Regions from separate parts of the Gasterosteus aculeatus genome. Here region 1 is linked to region 2. A link is a contact called in public Hi-C data. All regions are on one chromosome and are shown on one strand. Each heading gives the region's core, a stretch centred on a gene start, on an enhancer-like site or on the middle of the called end of the contact. The rest is flanking DNA. Distances are from core to core; before and after follow the strand shown. Region 1 overlaps tanc2b (tetratricopeptide repeat, ankyrin repeat and coiled-coil containing 2b). Region 2 overlaps tanc2b (tetratricopeptide repeat, ankyrin repeat and coiled-coil containing 2b).

What was found. A called contact is a pair of places that touch in the nucleus more often than the background predicts.
Region 1: a Hi-C map of skeletal muscle shows a contact between it and region 2, with 5 times the contacts expected there. The contact joins two enhancer-like sites. A contact is called at or near these places in 3 of 6 Hi-C or Micro-C datasets (skeletal muscle, tail fin and whole body).

The regions. Positions count from the first base shown.
Region 1 is chr5:9,120,385-9,126,125 of fGasAcu3.hap1.1, forward strand. tanc2b (tetratricopeptide repeat, ankyrin repeat and coiled-coil containing 2b) reads left to right here. Exons shown (of 28, transcript XM_078103172.1): 11 at 1,351-1,582; 12 at 2,187-2,356; 13 at 2,480-2,758; 14 at 3,439-3,606; 15 at 3,986-4,146; 16 at 4,641-4,749; 17 at 4,851-4,973; 18 at 5,267-5,503; 19 at 5,639-5,741. Among protein-coding and RNA genes, the nearest start is that of lsm12b, 18 kb to the right of the region's middle. Within about 2 kb of position 1,252, at least 1 of the 9 cell types and tissues checked has open chromatin away from gene starts, as enhancers often do.
Region 2 is chr5:9,082,314-9,087,690 of fGasAcu3.hap1.1, forward strand. tanc2b (tetratricopeptide repeat, ankyrin repeat and coiled-coil containing 2b) reads left to right here. Exons shown (of 28, transcript XM_078103172.1): 4 at 2,073-2,252. Among protein-coding and RNA genes, the nearest start is that of tanc2b, 53 kb to the left of the region's middle. Within about 2 kb of position 2,253, at least 1 of the 9 cell types and tissues checked has open chromatin away from gene starts, as enhancers often do.

The DNA.
Region 1 (5,741 bases), core at 2-2,501, 37 kb after region 2:
CTTAGGAATATTTCCTCCCACTCCTCCATTTCCTTTTTTTCTTTCACAGCTGTGTGAAATGTAAAAATATACATGTTAGAATTGCCAAATGCTATGTAAGGAGTCTAATTTGCATTCGAGTGTTGTCAGTTCTTCCTGTCCTATTTATCAAAGGGTGGAACTGCATGCATGATCGTTAAGGGAAAACATTGCCGACGTGTCGTAATAATACATTTTCTCGTGTTTGTTGTTAAGCATGACGTTTCCAGGCCTCTGTCCTTCGGTAAAGATCATCATTTAATGTCTTAGTTTTTCAATTAGGGACAGCGGAGGTGGCAGAATATTCAGCGAAATATATCATATATTTCTCCAAAGTGCGCGCATGGACACAGCGACTTTTGCTCCCCGAGGTGATAGACTTCAAATAAGCAGCAGATAAGCTGGGACTCCATTTTTATGCTCTTTTTTGTGTTAAATGTTGACTTTCAAAACACTATAACCGGAGAGTTTAGCTCGCTTTAACAGTGTGTGTGAACCCGGCTCTCTTTCCGGCTCTTCTTCCTGTCTTCTGTCTCACGTCGGCCCCCCTCCACCCCCCCCCCCATGCAGCTCAGCCATCTGCGTCCCCGGCCCCAGCTTGATGCATTATGCAGATGTGTTTAAAAGAGAAAAAACAACTTTGCCAGGGAGCCTTATGAAATATTTATACCTGTAGAAAGCCATTTCCCTGCCAAGCCATTAGATCGTGTTAACTCCGTGCATAGATGATGGCGCTCACTCCCCTTTTGTTTTAAAGACCTTTATCCCGCTGTGACCAAAAAAATTTGCATTTCGTTTCATTTCGATACTGCCTTCTGATCGCCGTCGGCAGCCTCTGAAACATTTCAAACTCTTTGTGATCTCTGTCGCCAGGAGCGCTTTAGTCACACCTGCGTCCGTTCGCTCAGTCGACTGACCTCCCCGGCAAACTCGCCCCCTCGACCGCCCCCTCTCGTGACGAACACAGACACATCGGATCATGTAACCATGGCCACGTTTGGAGAACATCGCGCAAACGGCTCGACTCTGTCGTGCCACAGTCATCCCGGCACATGAGCTCGCACGTGCCCCCCCCTTCCGGAAGCGGCCTCACCTGGCAGCCTGAAGCGATAAGTTCTGAATAGCTAAAGCGACGTTTCATTATACTGCAATGAAGTCGGAGGCAGTGCATGTGAAATGTTATTTCAAAAAGTGGGGTCATGTGACTCCCGCGAGCCCAGACCGTGGTCAATGTCGGGATCGCCAGGTGTGCACCGGAAGGGTGCGTCTTTTGGGGTTTCCTTGAGGGTTGACCCGGGCTGCGTCCTTCTCTCCGCTCTTTGTCGCCCCCAGGTGGTGGCGTACCACTACTGCCAGGCCGACAACGCCTACACCTGCTTGGTGCCGGAGTTCGTGCACAACGTGGCGGCCCTGCTGTGCCGCTCGCCGCACCTCGTCGCCTACAGGGAGCAGCTGCTGAAGGAGCCGCACCTCCAGAGCACCCTGAGCCTGCGCTCCTGCGTCCAGGACCCCCTGGCCTCCTTCAGGAGGGGCGTGCTGGAGCCCCTGGACGCACTTTACAGAGGTGAAGCACTCGCGAAACAAATTGGTCGCACTTGACAGCGGTTTCACGGGAACGGTGTATTTGTTTATTCTCATGCAAGTCGTCTGTGTAAAGTGAATTTTGTATTTTAATTGAACTCATGAGGGTGAATCAAACACAGCAGTTTGTAGCTCTGCTCTTTAGTTGAAGTATGTAGAAATCATTTTAGTTTAAGAATCATCACCGTGCTTTTGCCAATTTGTAACTTGTTTGGCCTCAGCACTCAATTTGCCACGTTCAGTTTATTGTTCGACTCGAGTCCTTTTGTGCATAATAACAGATGCCTTGTCAAGATCATAAAGCTCCCTATTTATTAATCCAAACAAAGCTTAATTTAGATTGTTCCAAACTTTCATTTTAAATGAAAAACAAACAAAAATCTGTAATGAAATTTCACTTGGTGGCTTACCCTCAAAGTCTAAATGAATCTTCGTCGTCTGAGGAGGAAGGCCATTAAATGTGGTTTATAGTTCTGCAATCAAATATATTTTATTCATGTCTTATCAGTCTGTTGTTTCCAAGTTGAATGAATTTCCCCAAAAAATAGTATTTCTGTATTTTTGTCAACATTCTTGTTCTGTTTCAGAGAGGAAGATCAACTCTGAGGAGGACCTCATCATCCTCATAGACGGCTTGAACGAGGCAGAGTTCCACAAGCCGGACTACGGAGACACCATCGTGTCCTTCCTCACTAAAACCATCAACAAGTTCCCTCCTTGGCTCAAACTGGTGGTGACGGTCAGAACCACGTTGCAGGTCCTTTATTTATTTATTTCTGACCTTTTTTAAAATGATTATTTTTACCATATATCAGCAAGTACTGTATGTCTACGTTTATGTTCACGGCCATTTCTCTGCCATGTCACTGTCACTGTTTAGGAGATCACCAACTCGCTGCCCTTCCACCGCATCTTCCTGGACGGCCTGGAGGAGAACGACGCCATAGACCAGGACCTGCAGGGCTACATCCTGCACCGCATCCACAGCAGCCCCGAGATCCAGAACAACATCTCGCTCAACGGCAAGATGGACAACACCACCTTCGGCAAGCTCAGCGCCCACCTCAAGGCCCTGAGCCAGGGCTCCTACCTGTACCTCAAGCTCACCTTTGACCTCATCGAGAAGGGCTACCTTGTCCTCAAAAGCTCCAGCTACAAGGTGTGTTTTTTTGCAGATTGATTGAACAGTGAAATTTGAGCGCACAGATATGATGAGACAGAAATTTGAGAATAGAAATCCTGGAAACAAACGTGCTCCTTATAGTCTTATTTTTTTGTATCAATAGTAGCTTAAACACTGCAAACAGGAACCTCTGATGGATAAATAAGAGTACTTTTAACCGATTTGCCAACAAAAAAAGCATGACTCAAGTTGTAGCCCACAGCGTTACTCACGGCCTCCATAGCAACAGAGAAGACAAGACAGGTTTCTAAACCAAATATCCTGGTATTTATGGTTTGCCAAGGCAACAATGGGATTGTTTTTTTTTATTGACCTGCTCTCTGACGTGCTTTGCGTAAAAATAGTTTCATAAAATATTCGTGACGGTTGGAACCAAACCCCTTTCCATGACTAATGCAGCTGAATTGTTTAAGTGTGCATTTCATAGTGAAATATGTTATTTCACACCTCCCGGGTTTATTTTAATTTCATGTATTCAGAAGTGCGTCCCGACTTCATAAAAAATGAAAACAGTAAATCCACATTCTCCCCGACCGCGTTGACGGGTCGGACGCGCGCTGAACAAACACCGTGCATTATTCATTTTCTGTAGAGTGCCGCATGCCCCCCCCCCCCCCCCCCCGCCCCAAATCAGCGATCCGATTCTTTCTTCTCAGGTGGTTCCGGTGAACCTGGCAGAGGTGTACCTGCTGCAGTGCAACATGCGCTTCCCCACGCAGTCCTCGTTCGAGCGGGCGCTTCCTCTGCTCAACGTGGCCGTGGCCTCGCTTCACCCGCTGAACGATGAGCAGATTTATCAGGCCATCAACTCCGGATCGCTGCAGGTAATGATGCCGAAATGTTACTGGACCTCCCAGCTTGAGACCGTTGAATACCTCGAGGCTTCCAAGTCAAACGACGTGTTGGAAAATGGGCCGCTCTGATCCGTGGTGGCGGTCAACGCCTCAGCTCACTTTTGAATGAGAAGACTTTAGTTACCTTGCAAAGTCATCTCTAATATTTGGTTATTATTATTATTGTTATTCTCTGTCCTGTGGATCAAATAAATGAACAGGATTGACATAATTATGATTAGATAAGTAACAAGGTTAATGTGCACAATGTTTAGGACGAGTACAAGATCAAATAAATCCATCCATAACTAATTTGTTCCCGTCTTATAAATGATATCAGCTTGACCTGAGCAATAAATAACGTTGACAGGGCACTCTGGACTGGGAGGACTTCCAACAGCGCATGGACAACCTGTCCGTCTTCCTGGTGAAGAGGAGGGACGGCACCAGGATGTTTGTCCATCCCTCCTTCAGGGAGTGGCTGATCTGGAGAGAAGAAGGAGAGAAGACAAAGTTCCTCTGTGATCCGAGGTGAGGGGGGGGGGGGATCTCTCAGCTGGCAAGTGCTGCAAAAACGTTAAAGTGTACGTCTTTACCTTGCTGTTAGACAGGACCTGAAGCCGTTAAATCCAGCCGCGTGTTCCTGTGTCTGGTGGCAGAGAGCATAGAAAAGAGCCCGTAAAGGATGTCTGGTCGTTACGTTAAAAGAAAGAGTAGCATAAACAAACCATCGTGACCCGAGAAAGACAGTTTTTACAATCTTCATTTATCTGCTGCACAACAATTTAATCAACAATCTCAGCTTTTTTTTTTTTTCAAGAAGAAGAATTAACAGGATTGCCAATAAAATGGTGAAAAAAAGTGTGTGGATGTAATGATTTTTCCAACATGGTTGGTGCAGGGACATTGTGCTCCTTTTTGCAATTATGGACGGATCGCTCCACCGATTGCACAGGTGATCCCACGGCGTGATGATCCGATGAGTCAGTCTCACGTATTGAGTCCCTGTTCGTAACTCTCTGCAGGAGCGGTCACACCCTGCTGGCCTTCTGGTTCTCCCGGCAGGAGAACAAGCTGAACAGACAGCAGACTATTGAGCTGGGCCATCACATCCTCAAAGCACATATCTTCAAGGTATAGTTGTCTCTGCACGCATCTACACGCTCACACACCAACGCACAGCTGTGGTGAGGCTCCAAAGTAATGAATATTTACAACCCGTCTCTCTCTTCAAGGGGCTCAGCAAGAAAGTCGGCGTTTCCTCATCTGTTCTTCAAGGCCTGTGGGTTTCCTACAGCACGGAGGGCCTTTCAGCTGCACTTTCCTCACTCCGAAACCTCTACACTCCCAACATCAAGGTGAAGAGAGGAGCCATACTTAAACAATGTCGGGGTACCGAATCAAGGCGGCTCCTCAAAATATGCAACGCACCAAAAAAAATATGGTCTCATTTACTTTACTTTTTTTGAGGCATTATGTGTGCTGGTTGTCCATCCACTTGTCCAGCGGCCGTACTTTCGTCCGTCCCCTTATCGTGGACGCAGGACCACCTCCATCAAATGTTGCCCAAACGTCCGCGTGGGCTCGAGGATGCTCAGAATTCAGTGGTTTGAGCGCTGTGCAATCCTAGTAACCAAATCTGTCCGTCCAGGTGAGCCGGCTGCTGATGCTGGGCGGGGCCAACGTGAACTACCGCACGGAGGTGCTGAACAACGCCCCCGTCCTGTGCGTCCACTCCCACCTGGGCTACATGGACATGGTGGGCCTTCTGCTGGAGTACGGCGCCTCGGTCGACTCGCCATCCGAGAGCGGCCTCATGCCGCTGGGCTACGCCGCCGCCGGGGGGCACATGGCCATTGTGACCGCGCTTTGTCGCAGGAGAGCGAAGGTGCGTGCACGTTTTCAGCCCTCTACGGAGGATGAGGGGCAGCGGGGGGGTGGGTGGGGAGGGCGATCGAGCCTTACGATCGAACGCGCGTCTCCGATTTGCCTCACCGGTGGTCTCCGCGTCCCACGTTGACAGGTGGACCACCTCGACAAGAACGGCCAGTGCGCTCTGGTCCACGCGGCCCTGAGGGGCCACATGGAGGTGGTGAAGTTCCTCATCCAGTGCGACTGGGGCATGG
Region 2 (5,377 bases), core at 1,003-3,502:
AATTTTCCTAAATATTTTATTTTTAAAGATAAATATACAGAAACAGATTTTCAACATTTTTCTTGCTTAAATTGGAAAGAAATCTATTTAAACGATTTAACAGGATTTTTTTACAAATTGAGTTACTGGAGTCTGCTAACTTCAGAATATTCCTGAAGGTCATGCACCGAAAAGTGCTTGATTAAGCCACCAAGGGCGTCACTTTAAGGTGGTTATTTCTGCCCGAGATGTGACCAATTTCTTTAGCTACGTGGGGAATCATTTATTCATGGCAATATAATTGTGTAATCAGAATCAGAGCGATAATTGCTCCCAGAATACCAAGTCCGCCCTTGGTATTCACACCGGGCCCTGCATACACGAGGAGCATTTCCATGCTGCTCCGGCGGTTGTTTTTGCTTTTGCAGTGACATTCCCCACTGGATGGGTGGACGGACTCCTGCACTTCTGGAGAGAGACGTGTGTGTTTATTTCTTATTTCTAAACTATATCTGCATTGCAACAACCGCGGTGACCCCCCCCCGTCCCAACCGTCACACAGGGTTCCTCTGCGGCGGATTAGTGTCTGATAACGGCCTCGTGTTTCACGCTGGTTGCTGCCGCTTGACCGGTTGGTTTTCCGCGGCTCTGTCTGCAGGGACGCGAGCCAGAGCGGAATCACAAAATGGATGTTGTGTTTACAGCCGACTGGGTTTTGTGCTCTGGGGAGTCTAGAGAGCTATTTCTTCTTTTTTTTTTTTTGTAAGTAAAACGCTCCGTCACGATCACAACTGTGCTCGTTTTTTTTTTTAGCTTTGTCGAGACACGTACAGTCCTAATCATATTCACATTGTGGGCCGTTGTGTTACTTTGGGGCTATCGGAGGTCAGGCGGGCTGCAGTTTATTAAAGTGTAAACGCCTCGTGCTGCCTTCGGGGGCTGTGCTCCCTTCTGGGTCAAGCCAATCTCGTCGCACTCGATACGGGCGCTGTGATCCCGACAGAGTGCTCGCACGTGTCTGTCGTGCACTTTTGACAGGAGGTGGACCAATAGGAACGGCGGTAGAATCCAATTTCATCCACAACAGCACCTCTTGTGCTAAATTGATCAGCTGACGGAGGGAAAATTGTATTAGTTTTGATGATCGATAAGTTGTTTGTCAATTGCTTCAGCTCAGCGTCATCTGAACATGTGCTGCCTTTCTCTGTTGAATATATTGTAAATGAAAGGCGAGACACTACAGGCAAAAACATTTTTTTCATGCACTTTTTTGGGGCTATTTTGCAACAGCCAGGAATCTCTAATGCACTTACATTTACCAAACCTTCCAGTTTCATTACCATTTATATTCTGATGGTTTTTAAAGAGGGTTTGTTTGTTCATTTATTATTGTGTGTGCTGGTTATTTCATGAATGTTAGCAGTATTATCGGTTTAATGGAGTGATACGAAGACTTGATTGACTTGATATTTCTACAAAATGAAATAAGCGATAAGACTGTGGCTGAAAGTGGCTGATTTGCACATTCAATTATGCCTATTTATATTAAATATAATATATATATATATATATATATATATATATATATATATATATATATATATATTATATTTACCTTTAGTCTCTCTCAAACTCTCCAACTGTAAAACTAGGAAATACAAACACAGCCTTAGGAAATGGAAAGTGTCTCAGCATTCTATATATCTGTTTTGAGATATCTTCAGCAAGGCACTTAATAATGGAAAGAACCATTATTACCAAAAAATGTATCGTCAAGAATGTGCCAGAGGACTTTTGAGTCCTTATATATTGTTTTATTTTTTTATTCCTTTATTTAAGTACCTTTGTCATTACATTCAGGTGAATGTCATTCATATGAGGCTGAAAGGATGTCCACTCCCTAATTCACAGACTTAGAATATTATATAAGAACTATTACATCGCCGACATTATACATCATCTCCTTGCATTCTTTGCAGCAACAGGCTCCACAGGTTATTATAAGCCTATCTGTTAGCAGCTCATTAGATTCAGTTGAAAGCAAAGAAAAGCATCTCATCCCGTGTCTTTCTTCCCCTCCTCCCACCCTGCAGGCGGCAGCATAGACAGCGACTGTGCCTTTGAAGGAGACTACGCCGTGCCCGCGCTCTCCATGACCGAGGGCATGCAGCACATTCGCATCATGGAGGGCGTGTCGCGCTCGCTGCCCTCCTCCCCGCTGCTCACACACCAGACCATCAGTGTCAGGCTGCAGCCCGTGAAGAAGCTCACAGGTAAACCCGCCTGCCGACACAGAGGCCCCTCCTTCCCCCCATAGACTAGTAGTGCTAAATCAGCCTTCCTTAGACCCTTCGCCGTGGCACGCAGAGAATCCCACAGACATCAAAGCAGACTGATGGTCGTCAATGGTAACAACCCCCCCCCCCCCCCCCCCGTCCCCCGGGCCTTCGTCAAAACTCTGGCCATTACAAAAATATGGAAATATGGGAATTGCAAAGTCGTGACGGGCCCTCGGCGTCCCAGGGAATGCGGAGGAGATCTCCTGCTCCCCCCCTTCCGTCTCCACCCATTAACTGCGTTATGAGTCTGTGTCCTGTTCCCTCTGCGTTTAGTATAGAAGATGAGGGGGTTTTTGCGTTCTGGCACAAGGGGAGGCGCGGACGTCCGAGGCTCGCCGCCGCGCTGGTTTTTCAAAATGAGAAAATGAAATATTGGCATTGCAGCTTTCACCCAATATCAGCGCGGCGCCCACAAGGAGGGAGAGTGGGAGTGAAGGACTTGATTTCAGGAGACACCACTAGGGCGCACTAGCCTCTCAGCTACTTTAGATCATTAACCTTCTCTGAATGCAGGGAGGCGCTGTGGGGGTGGAGGGGGGTTCTTTTTTTTTTACATCACACAGAATGATTTATGCTCTCTCCCAGGTCATCTCAAGAGTGGGGGTTTTAAAGAGGAAACACTGACTAATCGTCTTTCTCTTCTACCTGGGTAAAATGTAGGGGATGCTCTTTGGAGGAGCATCAAGTCCATCTTATCGCGTTCTTTCTCTCTGCTCACTGAGGAGACACGTTTGCTCGGTCTGTTTTTTTCTTTAACTTGGCATTGCAGTCTGATTTAATGTGAACACTTTCATCTGCGTGGATCAAAGTGATTTCTTTTTTACAATGTCAGCGTGTAAATGAGTATAAATATCTACATATCTACATAAATATCTACATATATATATATATATATATATATATATCTACATATAAATATCTACATGAATATATGTGTGCGTGTTACTTGTGTGAGAGCTGCTGGCTGTGAAGGCCGCTTTGATGTGTTCATTTTTGAAAATCGGGATAGTCCATCTTTTTTTTAAATATCTTGTGTGTCTCAGCTGATTATTTTACTATTGCGTAATTTGCCCTCTTTCTTTCCCATCTTCAGTTATACTCCATGTTCTCCATGGTTTCATATCCAACCCAACTAGGGTACACTACAGAGAACCCTGTTATACATCCATGGTTTCATATCCAACCCAACTAGGGTACACTACAGAGAACCCTGTTATACATCCATGGTTTCATATCCAACCAACTAGGGTACACTACAGAGAACCCTGTTATACATGCATGGTTTCATATCTAACCCAACTAGGGTACACTACAGAGAACCCTGTTATACATGCATGGTTTCATATCTAACCCAACTAGGGTACACTACAGAGAACCCTGTTATACATCCATGGTTTCATATCCAACCAACTAGGGTACACTACAGAGAACCCTGTTATACATCCATGGTTTCATATCCAACCAACTAGGGTACACTACAGAGAACCCTGTTATACATCCATGGTTTCATATCCAACCAACTAGGGTACACTACAGAGAACCCTGTTATACATGCATGGTTTCATATCTAACCCAACTAGGGTACACTACAGAGAACCCTGTTACACATGCATGGTTTCATAAACGGTTTGTGTTACAAATCATCCTCAGAGAACCCTTTTCTTATAAAAATGGGTTTATAATGAGCAAAGGTTTCTGGGTGAACCCACAGCTCTATAGGAAGAACTCAGTGTTTCTGTGATTGTGGCCTCTCGGGACTGAAATTTGTCCATCACAAAAAGCGAAAAATGTCGTTCTTCACAAGTCTTTTCACAACTTGCATGAAAGTCCTGAAAGACGTGTTTCCTCTCAAGTGGAACTGGGTCCCAACCACCCTGGCTTTCTCACCCTTTAATTAATTCAACTCAGCGCCACCTCTTGCGCAGCCTGACAGGACTGTGTGTGTGCGAGGGAGCTTGTGCGCTTACGTCAGAGGGCAGAACCCTCTTCCGTGCCAGAGGTGGGAGAGACAGACGTGGCAGATAGTTGAGCACAAAAGAGAGCAAACAGCGGCGGGTCCAAAGCCTGCAGCTCTTTGATCCACTTCCCCCTCCCATCACCCCCCGCCAGTGGCCTCCACCACCCAGCAGCCCCTCTTTGGCCCTCCTGTGGCCGAGCGGTGGTGTTGGCGAGGGCTTTGGTTATCTGACGGAATGGAAACTCCATGAAAGCTCTGACCTTTTTAGAGAGCCATTGCTTTCTGATTGAATCCCCTCCGCCTGCATGAAGACTCTCGAGGGGTCAACGTGTAAAACCGGCGGGCGAGGAAGGCAGCCGCCGCACGCCGAAGTGTGTAGTTTAACCAAGTGATACCGACCGCTGGTTGGATAAAAATATACTGTCTGAGAACACTTGATATGTCTTGATATGAGTAAAGATACTATACAGTTAAAAGATACACTTTGTTATTAAAGAATACAGTGTGGTAGTTTATAGATGACACTCAGGTCGTAACAATACATTTTGTTCTAATTCAAATTATTTAAAAATCACCCAAGATACCCAACAAAATAAATGACCTATGACCAGCATAAAATATCCTCGAGGTATTTCATGCTGCTTTCTCTTTCTCCTCCACTACATCTCACAGATGTAAGCGGTGTTCATGTCAGAGGTATAGTTACTTTCCAAATTAAGATTCTTCAAACAAATCATGTAATCGGATTATAATAATGTACTACTTTGGAGAAGAGATTTTACATAATAACAAATTTTCAGTGGAACTGGAAGATGTTTCCTGATATAACAATGTTCCCCTGCTGTGCGCGGCATGAAAACATTTATTCTCACCAGTGTTTCAGAAATCCGACATCGTGGTGCATTTTTCCAATAACCCATGTGGCGTGTTTACATTCTCTATATTTAGTCAGCAGTTTATAAGACCACGATGATGATCACTGATTGCTCCTTTGTTCTTTAATAAACACCTCACTCAAGCGTCGGGCTCGTCAGAGACCTCGGCCCAGAAGATTGATCGGGCCCCGCTCCACTCTGAAACATTTAAACGGTATTATTTCAAC